2 separate regions of the Zea mays genome follow, and region 1 is linked to region 2. The links are chromatin contacts, called in public Hi-C maps. All regions are on one chromosome and are shown on one strand. Each heading gives the region's core, a stretch centred on a gene start, on an enhancer-like site or on the middle of the called end of the contact. The rest is flanking DNA. Distances are from core to core; before and after follow the strand shown.

What was found. Hi-C and Micro-C count contacts between places; a contact is called where the count stands out from the background.
Region 1: a contact with region 2 is called in a Hi-C map of endosperm, with 2.0 times the contacts expected there. The contact joins the enhancer-like site here to the promoter of LOC103653616 in region 2. A contact is called at or near these places in 2 of 25 Hi-C or Micro-C datasets (endosperm and tassel).

The regions. Positions count from the first base shown.
Region 1 is chr4:119,184,212-119,190,078 of Zm-B73-REFERENCE-NAM-5.0, reverse strand. No RefSeq gene overlaps it. Among protein-coding and RNA genes, the nearest start is that of LOC100279916, 120 kb to the right of the region's middle. Within about 2 kb of position 3,963, at least 18 of the 20 cell types and tissues checked have an H3K27ac peak or open chromatin away from gene starts, as enhancers often do. A contact at or near this core is called in endosperm and tassel, where this site is marked.
Region 2 is chr4:119,013,306-119,019,158 of Zm-B73-REFERENCE-NAM-5.0, reverse strand. It overlaps LOC103653616, which reads right to left and starts at 4,396. Exons shown (of 4, transcript XM_008680466.4): 1 at 1,892-4,396. The coding sequence starts at 4,333. LOC118476938 (a long non-coding RNA gene) reads left to right here and starts at 1,973. Exons shown (of 3, transcript XR_004857797.1): 1 at 1,973-2,070; 2 at 2,168-2,573; 3 at 4,659-5,094. It also overlaps the pseudogene LOC111591488.

The DNA.
Region 1 (5,867 bases), core at 2,714-5,213, 170 kb before region 2:
ATGTTCTCCATAATCATTTTGGCATGCATAGGTTTAATTTTGATGGGACCCAATAGGTCACCCTAGTTTGGTCATCTTTACACCTTGTTTACCCATGAACTTTTGGGTAGTCTTTGCTATTGCTATATATGGTTTTGGGTGTTGAGATAACTATTACACATGGTCATTCCTTATTATTATTATTCTATTCTGTCATGATAAGACTATTATGTTAATTGGAACATGGAGCTTAACTTGAGAAACATGTGCCACCACAAGGGTGGAATGGGATGCCCTTGGCTGACTAATTAGGAAAGCTAGTGGAGGACTACCTTACCCGAAAGGGGCAAGGGCAGTAGGGGAGTTGGCGTGTAGGGAGGTTCTTGGGTTGATTTTGCTGCGATGGCGGTCAGACGGGGGATTCATACATTGTGCTCCCTAGAACTGTAGCGGGTTTTCTGAAGCTAGTGGAACTTTGTAAAGGCCTTGTAGTGTTACCCTGCCTTGTCTCCTCGGTAGAGATGAATGGGACTTCTAGACCCCTTGGCAATCAGGTGACATGACTTGTGGGTAAAGGGTACAACCTTTGCAGAGTGTAAAACTGGTATACTAGTCATGCTCGCGGTCATGAGCAGCTCAGGACTCTCGCATGATTAATTTTTGCTATTAAATTCAATTTGTCATTTGCATCACATTGTGGTTTATTATTAATTTTGACCAATTATTACTCTAGTTTGATATCTACTTATATTTAGTAATTGCTAATAAAATTTTGACCAACTTTAAATGCAATGCTCAGCTTTAACCATCCTCTTTGGTAAGCCTTACACTTCACATGAGCTCCCACCTTTGGCGAGTTCATGCACATTATTCCCCACAACTTGTTGAGCGGTGAACATATGTGAGCTCACCCTTGCTGTCTCACACCCCCCATAGGTCAAGAACAGGTACCGCAGGACGAGGTATATGGAGGATGCTGTGATGAGTTCGTGAGAGGTCTAGGTCGTTGTCTCCCAGTCAACTTTGGGTTGTTGGATCGTTGTCTTCATATGATGTAATTATTTATCTATTTTATATAGAACTCCATTATATAATAATGATGTGACATTCGTTTCTGTACCATGGGTCATCATATGTGTGAGACTTGGTCCCAGCACACTTGGTGATTATTTTCACGCCCGGGTCTTGGTGCCCCCGAAACCCGGGTGTGATAGAAGTGGTATCAGAGGAATGTTGACTGTAGGACGAAACATAGATAGAACTGGACAACCCTTACCTAATTACCTTTGCTACTCTGATTCTTTCTAAACTTTTCTTAATCTTTCTCATCTATTGCTGCTTTACTCTGATTACTCTTACCTTTTCTCGTCTACAGACCAAAGTGGATTTCACACTTTGAAATCCTGTACCTAAAGTGACTATTAGGAATAGGAAACCTAATTCTAGGAACCGAATCAAAACTATTTTTGGTAAAAAAATTGTATGCATGAGTGTTTTTCCTTATAATACTGCTTTATTCGATTCTTTGATTGAGTGTGATGAGTTGTGGAGTAATATCCACAATTGCATCTGCATCGAAGCAAATAAAAAAAGTTAATATGTTTATAAGATAACTAATCCGCTCAGATTATCGCCCATTAAAATATATCTATCTTAATAGATCCATCTTATCTTAAAAGATTCTCTCTTATTTTAATAAATTCATCTTATCTTGAAGGATTCATATTATCCTAACCACTGTACTTATCCCACCATGATCATGATCTAACGCAAATTAATTAAATCTTATCTAGTCTGAGCTAGTCATACCAATCTAACCTAGATCTGATCTAAAGTGATAGATTAACCAAACCTTACGAAGGCTAACCTTAAGTTGAGCTAATCTAATGTAAGTTACTTAACAGGAAGGTTAATACTGATGAAATAGATTAGACTCTACTCCTATAAAACATGTTCACCCTGCACTAAATTAAGAACGACAGACCAACTCGGCCATATACAACAACTTGACCTACATAATACGTTACATAACTTATCCAACCAATCTAGAAGCAAACAACCAAACTAAATCGGACTAATCCCATTTAACTCTTAGCCACCTACTAAACTAGTGGCTCTACCTATTTGTCACCTACAAATCTGTCTTAACCACATGTTCCTATCCTGGAAGAAAGACACCAAGGTCTGAAAAAAGAGCTCAACCTTGACAAGGAAGGAGATGAATCAAATCCAACTTCAAGAGGAATCAAGATCCACAGTTCAGGATGAAGTCTCTTCTTATTATCCTTCCTTGCCCCGTCCTATACTTGACATAACCTTACCTCATCTGACCTAATAGAGGACTAGACATACTATGTCCATATGTTCCTAATAACTAGTATTTAAGAACTTGGAACAAAACTTTTGGTTCCTAAACCATATGTGAAACTAAATTTTAAACCAAACTTGTTACATCCCTTTTCTTATTAATCTCGAGGACGAGATTATTTTAAAGGGGGTAGAATTTGTAACGCCTCAAAATCATATTTTGGGTAATCTGATGAAATCTTTCAATAATTTAAATTAAAATGACTTTCAATCAGAACTTTGTTCCCTTTTGAATTATATCTACTAAACCAAATATGGTTCCTAATAAACAAAAGTATCCATATATGATTTTAGTTATTCCTTTATTGGAAAATATACTTATAAGTACTATTAAAAAGGATTTAATTTAAATCATACCCTGACACAGACAATACCTTAGAAATTAATTTTCTGAAAATAACTATTTATGTGTAAAGTGCATATCTAGAAGCATGTACTTAAATAGAGAAATGAATTAATAATGATATATATATATATGTATATATATGTATATTGGCATCCATGCTGGATTTTGATTGAGCATTAAATTTGAACTGAAAACCCAAAACCCACATTTGAAATTGGAACCAAATTGAATTTGGCAATGAAATAAGAAAATAGGAAAAAGAAAAAGAGAACCACTCATATAGGACCGACTTCCCGTGCCCTCGGCCCATCTTCACTATTTCCAGCGCTGGCCCTGCTGTGCCGTTTCCTTGGATCCGATAGGTGGGACCCGCTTAATAGCCTCAAGTGATTTTGTCGCGCCCCTAACGCCGACGTGGGGGCCCCGCCAGCCAGTGGCACCATGCGTGGAATTGTTTCCCTTCGCTGACTCCGTGGCCCACACGCCAACACACTCACCCACGCCCACGCCAGCTCTTCAGCGCGCGGGGGCACTGTCGCGTGGGACCATCTAGTCAGACACATCTCCCACCCAAGCTCCGTAATAGAGGCACCGAACTCGCTGCTGGGACTCTGGTCCTGATCCCGCGATCCGCGCATACTCGGAATTCACCGCTAGAAGTATAAATCTAGGGGCCGATGAACCCCCCTCCTTCCATGCCTGGTCGTGAGTTGAGCGCTTCATCACCGGATGCAAGAAACCATCCGCCGTTCCATGTGCGCGTAGAGAGTAATTGAGGGAGCTGCCACGGACGGAGTATGGCATCGACTTCGGGGTGATCGTTCGCCACTCGTGTGCGCTTCGGGCGTTCAGGACTCGAACGAGCATGAGGTTCGAGCTAGGTGCTCGGGGTCTTCGATGGTGATCGCGGGGCGCCGCGGTCCACACCGTGCGGGTGCCAGGATTGCCTCGGCGAGAATCACGGTTAGGGCACCCTGATTTGTTTCGCTGTCTCTCTGGCGTGGTGTAGAATCGGTTGTTCGTGTGTTTGGGGTGCGGGGTCCTGGGTTGGCCTACGCCGCGACTGACATCGCTCGCGCCGCCGCGCTTGTGCCTTGTGCGTCAGGAGGATGAGGGCGAGATGTGTGCCATTGCTCGCTTGTTGGACGGTGGAGATTAGATATCTGGTTGTCGCATTGAAGCTGAGATCTTGGCCATCCATCTAGAGTTCAACGGAGTAGATTAGATCGCATTAAATAAAATCTGGGTCGTCGACCGCTCGTTGGGCAGCTCGGATTTCATACCGATTCGGGTGAGATTCAATCTAATCTAGGCCATCAAAAACAGATCGTGCGGCCAGGATGCGAGGGTACCTCTTCGGCCGGGTATTTTCTATAAAGAGTCCCTCGAGTTCGGAATAATCTACCCGCAGTCCGGTTCTTGTCAAAGACCATTACAGCAAGGTCCTAAAACTTACAAAATAGACCCTGGATTTCAATGAAATAGTGGCCGCAGTCTAATAGCCGTGTATGATTATAAATTTAATATGAGAATTGCTTATTAGGTATGAAAATAAATCTAAGAACCTAAGAAACTCATAAATTCCTCATACTAGCTCCGGTTTGATCCGTTCAAATTGCACTAGATCCATAGTAATTTTGTCTACGTAGTACAACACTGATTTATGCAATATCCCATACTTTTATAAATGGAAAATCATTTAACCTATGTATAGTGGATTAATCTTCCTGATTAAAGCTAAGTATGATATCCTAACTTGGTCCTAATTCAGTTGTAAATTAGAAGGTGGATGAACTATCTATTTCTTAATAAATACCTCCCCACATGAATGACACTAATCAACATAGAATATAGTTTTATTTATTTAAATCGTGAATATCTTACGAAAAGTCGTTCTCGAACCCGCGATCTTGTAGCGAGGCGTAGATCATTATTATGCAATTTGTCTTTATGTTTGGTGTGATGTTAATTTTTCCTATACTATGTTTGTTGGTATTGCTATGACTAACAGTGAGGTCACGACAACCTGAAGATCATCCTGGTATCTGGGAATCTCAAGTCTAAGGCAAGTTGTGCCTTTAACCACTTTTATTTACCCAATAATGTTCTCTATAATCATTTTGGCATGCATAGGTTTAATTTTGATGGGACCCAATAGGTCACCCTAGTTTGGTCATCTTTACACCTTATTTACCCTTGAACTTTTGGGTAGTCTTTCCTATTGCTATATATGGTTTTGGGTGTTGAGATAACTATTACACATGGTCATTCCTTATTATTATTGTTCATGATAAGACTATTATGTTAATTGGAACATGGAGCTTAACTTGAGAAACATGTGCCACCACAAGGGTGGAATGGGACGCTCTTGGCTAACTAATTAGGAAAGCTAGTGAAGGACTACCTTACCCGAAAGGGGCAAGGGCAGTAGAGGAGTTGGCGTGTAGGGAGGTTCTTGGGTTGATTTTGCTGCGATGGTGGTCAGACAGGGGATTTGTGCATTGCGCTACCTAGAAACTGTAGCGGGTTTTCTGAAGCTAGTGAAACTTTGTAAAGGCCTCATAGTGTTACCCTGCTTCATCCTTGTAGTGTTACCCTGCTTCGTCTCCTCGGTAGAGATGAATGGGACTTCTAGACCCTTTAGCAACCGGGTGACATGACTTGTGGGTAAAGGGTGCAGCCTCTGTAGAGTGTAAAACTAGTATACTAGCCGTGCTCACGGTCATGAGCAGCTTAGGACTCCCGCATGATTAATGTATGGAATTAAATTCAATTTGTCATTTGCATCGCATTGTGGTTTATTATTAATTTTGATCTATTATTACTCTGGTTTGGTATCTACTTATACTTAGTAATTGCTAATAAAATTTTGACCAACTTTAAAAGCAATGCTCAGCTTTAACCATCCTCTTTGGTATGCCTTACACTTCACATGAGCTCCTACCTTTGGCGAGTTCATGCACATTATTCCTCACAACTTGTTGAGCGATGAACGTATGTGAGCTCACCCTTACTGTCTCACACCCCCACAGGTCAAGAACAGGTACCGCAGGATGAGGCGTATGGAGGATGATGTGATGAGTTCGTGAGAGGTCTAGGTCGTCGTCTCCGAGTCAACTTTGGGTTGCTGTTTCGTTGTCTTCATATGATGTAATTATTTATCTATTTTGTACAG
Region 2 (5,853 bases), core at 3,147-5,646:
CTTCTGCCTACACGGCATGGGCCTCTCCTTTCTTGGGCTTGAACTATGCACTCCCTAGCCAAAGGATGGTTTTTCTACATCTCTGGCATTGATCTCGACCCACATCCCTAGCCTCCACCTGCTTTCTCGGTGCCGCCACATCCGTTCGACGAGCTGTGGCGTGGATGGCATCATTGGTTCGCCTACTTTAACGAGCCAGCCAACATATCCTTCTTCTACTTGAGTTGGGCCTCCCATTGTTCCTTAATGTGGTACAGTTTGCCGCTAGCACTGGGCAGCATCACATCGTCCTCCTCCTTGACGGCCTTGATTTGTCTAGTTACATCCTCGTCAGTGTGTGTTGACATGTCTAGCTGGGTTTTGATGGAGATCACGAGCTATTTATATCGTGGTCGGGTGATTCGAAGATACCTAGCCACGACCTTGTCCTCTGTCTCAGGTCGCCTAGTGTGCTGAGTAGTGCGATGATGCCAACGAGCACAAGGGCGAAGTTCTCCATGGATTTGCCATCCTTGAACACGAGGTTATTGTACTCACGCAATAGCCTCTGTGCATCGGTGTTGCGAATGCGGTCATCACCCACCTATCTCGTACTCGCGTCGCAGCCTCTGCACGACTGTCTTGCGGATGTGGTCATTTCCCACCTGCATCGTCTTCAACGCCTCCTACACTGCCTTTGCCATCAGCTTGACTGCCAGTATAGAGAACATGTCTAGCAACGTAGCGCTGCAAATCAAGTCGAGTGCCATACGATCATTATGATCATCAACCTCACCGTGTTGATGGCCTTCCCATGGATAGGTTGTTGGTCTGGGCACAGTAACTCGCTCGATAGTACGATTGATTACAACCTCTCGATTTTGTTGTTGTGTGGTGGTGAGTGCCCTCGTTGATGAGACAGCGTCCTCGAGTGCTCCAGTGGTAGTGACATCCATATAAGCCATGCTTGCCCACACGCAACTCACAATGTGGTACTATTTCCACAATCTCCCCCTCACACATTGAGCCGAGATTTGTCGACCTGAGTTTCGGTACCAATTGTTGGAACCGAACTACCGACACACAACGTGCTCGCCGGGTTTCCTGCACACACAACACACCTGCACACACACCCTAGGTCGTGGGGCCGCAACATACGTGCCTGAACATACAACAACGAGTTTTAGTTTTGTTGGACCAACACTCCCTAAAAAGATAGCCCGTTGGGAGTTGCACCCTCAAACATATAAATCATGCTTGTCCACACATCTCTACTTTTTAATACTTTTTAAAGCAGTAGTTTTGATGGTCATCTTGCGTCACACGCTAAGCGCACATCTGTTCTCCTCTCTCCCGCTTCTTGCCTACTAGTGGGTCATTAACTCAAGCCCAACACAACAGGGCGTATGGTTGTTCCTCTCCCCTGCTTCTCGTCTACTAGTGGTTTGTTATCTTACAGATGGGCCGTGAGAAACCATCCAAGCCTAACACGACAGGAAGCCGCACACAATATAGCGCTTCTATACAATACCACCCCGCTAGTTGATAGAGAACAAACGATCGAACGAGCTATAAAAAAAAGGGTCGGTCTCCTTTTCAACTTATTTCTTTCTCGGCCTTTTGGCTAAGATAAAGTGTAATGCTTGTTCTTATTTGTTTATTATCTGGTATATATGTTCACTTTGGCTTTAAATTTATTTTTTTAGGTTTTTTTAGAGGTCCACTACACTAGTTAATTAGGCTCTTTCCCATCGCTGCTAGTAAGCATCAAATATGATTGTGTGTCGTCACAACATACTAGCATTGTACTAATAATTGATTGTACTAATAATTGACATTGTGAGACTATTCCCATCATTTTTATAGCTAGACTAATTAATAGATTTGATAATAAAGTGTTGATGAATTATACCTTATTTGTTAGCTGTTCCGTAACTTGGGTTGGGTCTTCGTCCTTCTGGGAAGGTGTCTTATCTGCTGCTGCCGTGGATGTGCTCCCGACATGTGCCTCCGGTTGCTGCTGGTCCTGGACATCGTTGCCCTTGCCCTGCATGGAAGGTTCATTTGTTACCTTGCTTTTTCCCCAGGCCTGTGAGTGATCTTTCTTCTTGGTTTGTGTCTGTGACTCATCTTTCTTCCTGGCCTTGGCCTGTGTCTGTGACTCATCCGCCATGTGCATCTGTTGCAGCACGTGGCGATTGCCTGCTGTCAGGCAAAGGATGTTGGAATTGGGTTGCAGGTCCTCCGGGCTGCCCTTGTCGTCCAGCTCGGCGAAGCGACAACCTCTCGCCATGCGCTTCAGCATCCAGTGCACCAGGGGGTTCACCTGGCAGCCATGGATCACCTTGCTGCACCAGTTCTTCATCGGCACTAGGAAGCCATGATCAGAAAGCATGATGAAGATGCTTTCGGCGTCATCTCTGCTGTCAGCAGCGTCTGCGCCTTTACCCTGCAGCGCCGGCGAATCACTTGTTTCGCCACCGCCAGAAAGAGCCCGCGCTGGATCACTCCGGTGCCGGAGGTTGAACTCCGCGACCCACCAATAGATCATGATCTGCTTCTTGACCTCGGAGGCGAGCTCGAAGATGGAGAAGGTGAGGAGGCACTTCTGACTCACGCCGCTCAGCTGCTTGTTGTACTCTGTCAAAAGAAGCCTTGTGAAAGTTTCCTCGAGGATGTGCTCCAGGCGCACTTCCTCTCGTGGCCAATTCCGATGCTGCGGCTTCTTTTCCTCCGGCGCCGACGCTCGCTTGGCCTCGCTGTCTTCCTCCCCACCCGGACCAGAAGCCGTTCCTGGCTTCCTATCCTGGGATTGGGAGCGGTGCTTGTTGTACAAGGACATGAGGAGCTGAACCAGCTTGATCGCCTTCTGGAGCTTCTTCCGCATAGGGCGCTCCCCTTCCAGCTGTGGTATAGCCTTCCCCACTTGGATTTCATCACGGCGGCCCTTGCCCATTTCGCCGTCGTCCTTCAACTTCCGTGCAGCGCCATCGCTGTACTTCCGGCTCGGTTTCTTCTTCGCCGCTGGCTTCTGCTCTTCCTGCTCTGCTGACGCCGGCTTCTTGTCTTCCGGCGCCGACTCTAGCCTGGCCTCGCTGTCTTCCTCACCACCTGGATCGGAAGCCGTGTCTGGCTTCTTCTCCTGGGATTGGGAGCGGTGCTTGTTGTACAAGGACATGAGGAGCTGAACCAACCTGATCGCCTTCTGGAGCTTCTTTCGCATAGGTCGCTCCCCTTCCAGCTGTGGTGTCGCCTTCCCCACTTGGGTTTCAATTTCAACACGGCCGCCCTTGCTCCTTTCGCCGTCTTCCATCTCCCTCCTTGGAGCGCCAGAGCTGTATTTCCGGCTCGGCTTCTTCTTCGCCGCTGGCTTCTGTTCTTCCTGCCCTGACACCGGCTTCTTGACGTCCACCGCCGCCGTCTTCATCTCGCCTTCGGTCTTCCCCACTTCAGGCTTGGATGGAACAAGTACAGGGCTACCGCTGTCCTTGTGGGGCGGCGGCATCTCCCCTGTCGTAGGCTTCGTGTCCTCCAGCCCTGACACCGGCTGCTTGTCGCTCGGCGGTGTCGGCATCTTCGTCTCTCCGCTTTTGGGGCGGAGAAATAACAAGCCCACGACGGCGCGGAGCCATCGCCACCGACGACTCGCAGGCTTCTCTAGTCCTTCGTCCCCACTTGCCTTTGACGCGTCCTTCTCCTCCTCGTGGACCGAGGAGGCTAGTTCCGGAGCACCGCCTTCTTGCTTCTCCGGCGGCGGTGTGGCCTTCGCCGCACTCTCTTGCGCCGGTGTCTCAGCTGGCGAAGGCAATGCGGCAACTTCCTGTGTCGTGGTTTGCTCAACAGCGCCCAAATTTACAGTCTCTTTCAGTTGCGGCCTCCGCGCCGCGGTGGGCTTCTCTTCTCCTTCGTCCCCCCTTGCCTTTGACGCGTCCTTCTCCTCCTCGTGGACTGAGGAGGCTAGTTCTGGAACAGGGCTTTCTTGCTTCTGCGGCGGCAGTGTGGGCTGCGCCGCACTCTCTTGCACCGGTGTCTCAGCTGGCGACGGCAATGCGGCAACTTCCTGTGGCATGGTTGCGACATGTGGCTGACCGTCTGCCTCTGTCGTGGTTTGCTCCGGCTCGCCAACCGCACAATGGGCCGACTCCGCTTTAGGCTGAGCGGAGTCGTGGGTGGCAGCATCGCCGGCGGCGGTTTCAGTGTCTTGTGAGGCTGAAAATTGCGTGACAGTATGGTCGGGCACATCGTGAGCTATTTCCTGCAGCCGTGGCGGGGGTGGAGCAGTAGGTCCTTCGCCAGGATCCGCCATGGCTGTCTCTGTCTCGAGGCTGGAGGCGGAGATGAGGTTTGAGGCCATGATGGGGACAGGCAAGGCAAGGCAACTGGGAGCAAGAGCAAGACGACGCTCACGCCGGATTTATAGTCGACGCCCGCAATTCATAGCTTACTCGGGTGTGTCACGTGTCATTTACTCAGTTCGCCTGATACCTTGCTCATCCTTGTTCTCCGTCTCGACATGCACGCTCCTGCAAGCCAAGGATGCTCCAATTGTTTCTGTGCTGCAGTTCCACTTTGCATCTATCTATCTTACCATTCCGAAACTGGTGAAGCAGCTGAAGTGTATATTTAATGAATTTATATCACATACTGCAGTTCACAATATAACAGTGCTCTGTCTCCAGGATCTTACCTGCAGCCCATAGCGAGAGCAGAAAGTCGGCAGGCTTCGTGAGAGCATTCAGATTTCAGATTCACTGAGAGCGATCTGAATTCAGATGTTTTGTCACGTTTGTTTGGTTTTTTTTTTTTTTACCCCTTGATACACCATATGTAGGCAGCTGAGAGTCATGGAATCGGAAACGACGGTTGCTTGCAGTTGCAGCCGGTATGTGTTCCTCAGAATCTTGCAGATAATAGCTCATTGAAGTGTTGTGCAAGCTTAGAACAAATCCCTCAACTCCAGCTCCTGCCTTTGAAACCTGCAAAGCAAGAATCAGATCCTGTCATCAGTGCACAACGTACACTCATGTAGGGCAACCAAACCATATATACGACGAAAGACATCTCAACCCACAAGTAGGTTAAAAAGTAACGGTAAGCTGTCATGATTCATGAACCATATTCGGATTAAGTAAGCGTGATCAACTGAGGGTCCGTTCGTTTGTCTAGCATTAGACCAAGATTCATTCTAATTTATCAGAACTTACATAATTTAAAGAAACAATCCGGCCAGAAATTATTTCGGGCCTCCAATCCGTAAAAAACGAAAAGGGCATGAGGGAAGTTGCTGGGCCGGCCATTTTACTCGCAGTTTTTCATGCAGCGAAAATCCTGCACCGGGATCTGGATAGTTAACCGCAGCATCACGACAAAACAAAGCGTATCAAGGTCTCTCTTTTCTTCCACTGGCGATTCCAAGCCTCCAAGGAACATAAATGCAGTTGTGTTTGTTTGTGATGATGGCTTGAGGGATTAGCAAACCGGTGGAGTGTTGCTTTTCAGCGTCCAAACAGAACAACCACTTTAAGCACCGATCGTGTTTGCAGCGTGCAGCATCAGAACAATGAATCATTTTCCTCTTTGGTACCGCTGTGAAGACTCCTACATTTGATTCCACACTCGGAATTCTAGCTATTTCTCACTCTCAAGCCTGGTTCGGTTGTTCTAGAAATCAAAGGGACTAAAAGAGACTAGAAAGGGTTGAGCGCTTGTTCGGTAGACAGGAAAATGAAGGGGATTCGAAAAGCTAAAATCCTCTCAAATAAATGTGTTTGTAGCTACCACTACACCACATGTGTGTTTATATCTACATCTATTATAGTAAAAACATATAATACATCTCTCCCGAAGCCCACCTGCTACCCTTGCACAATGTGT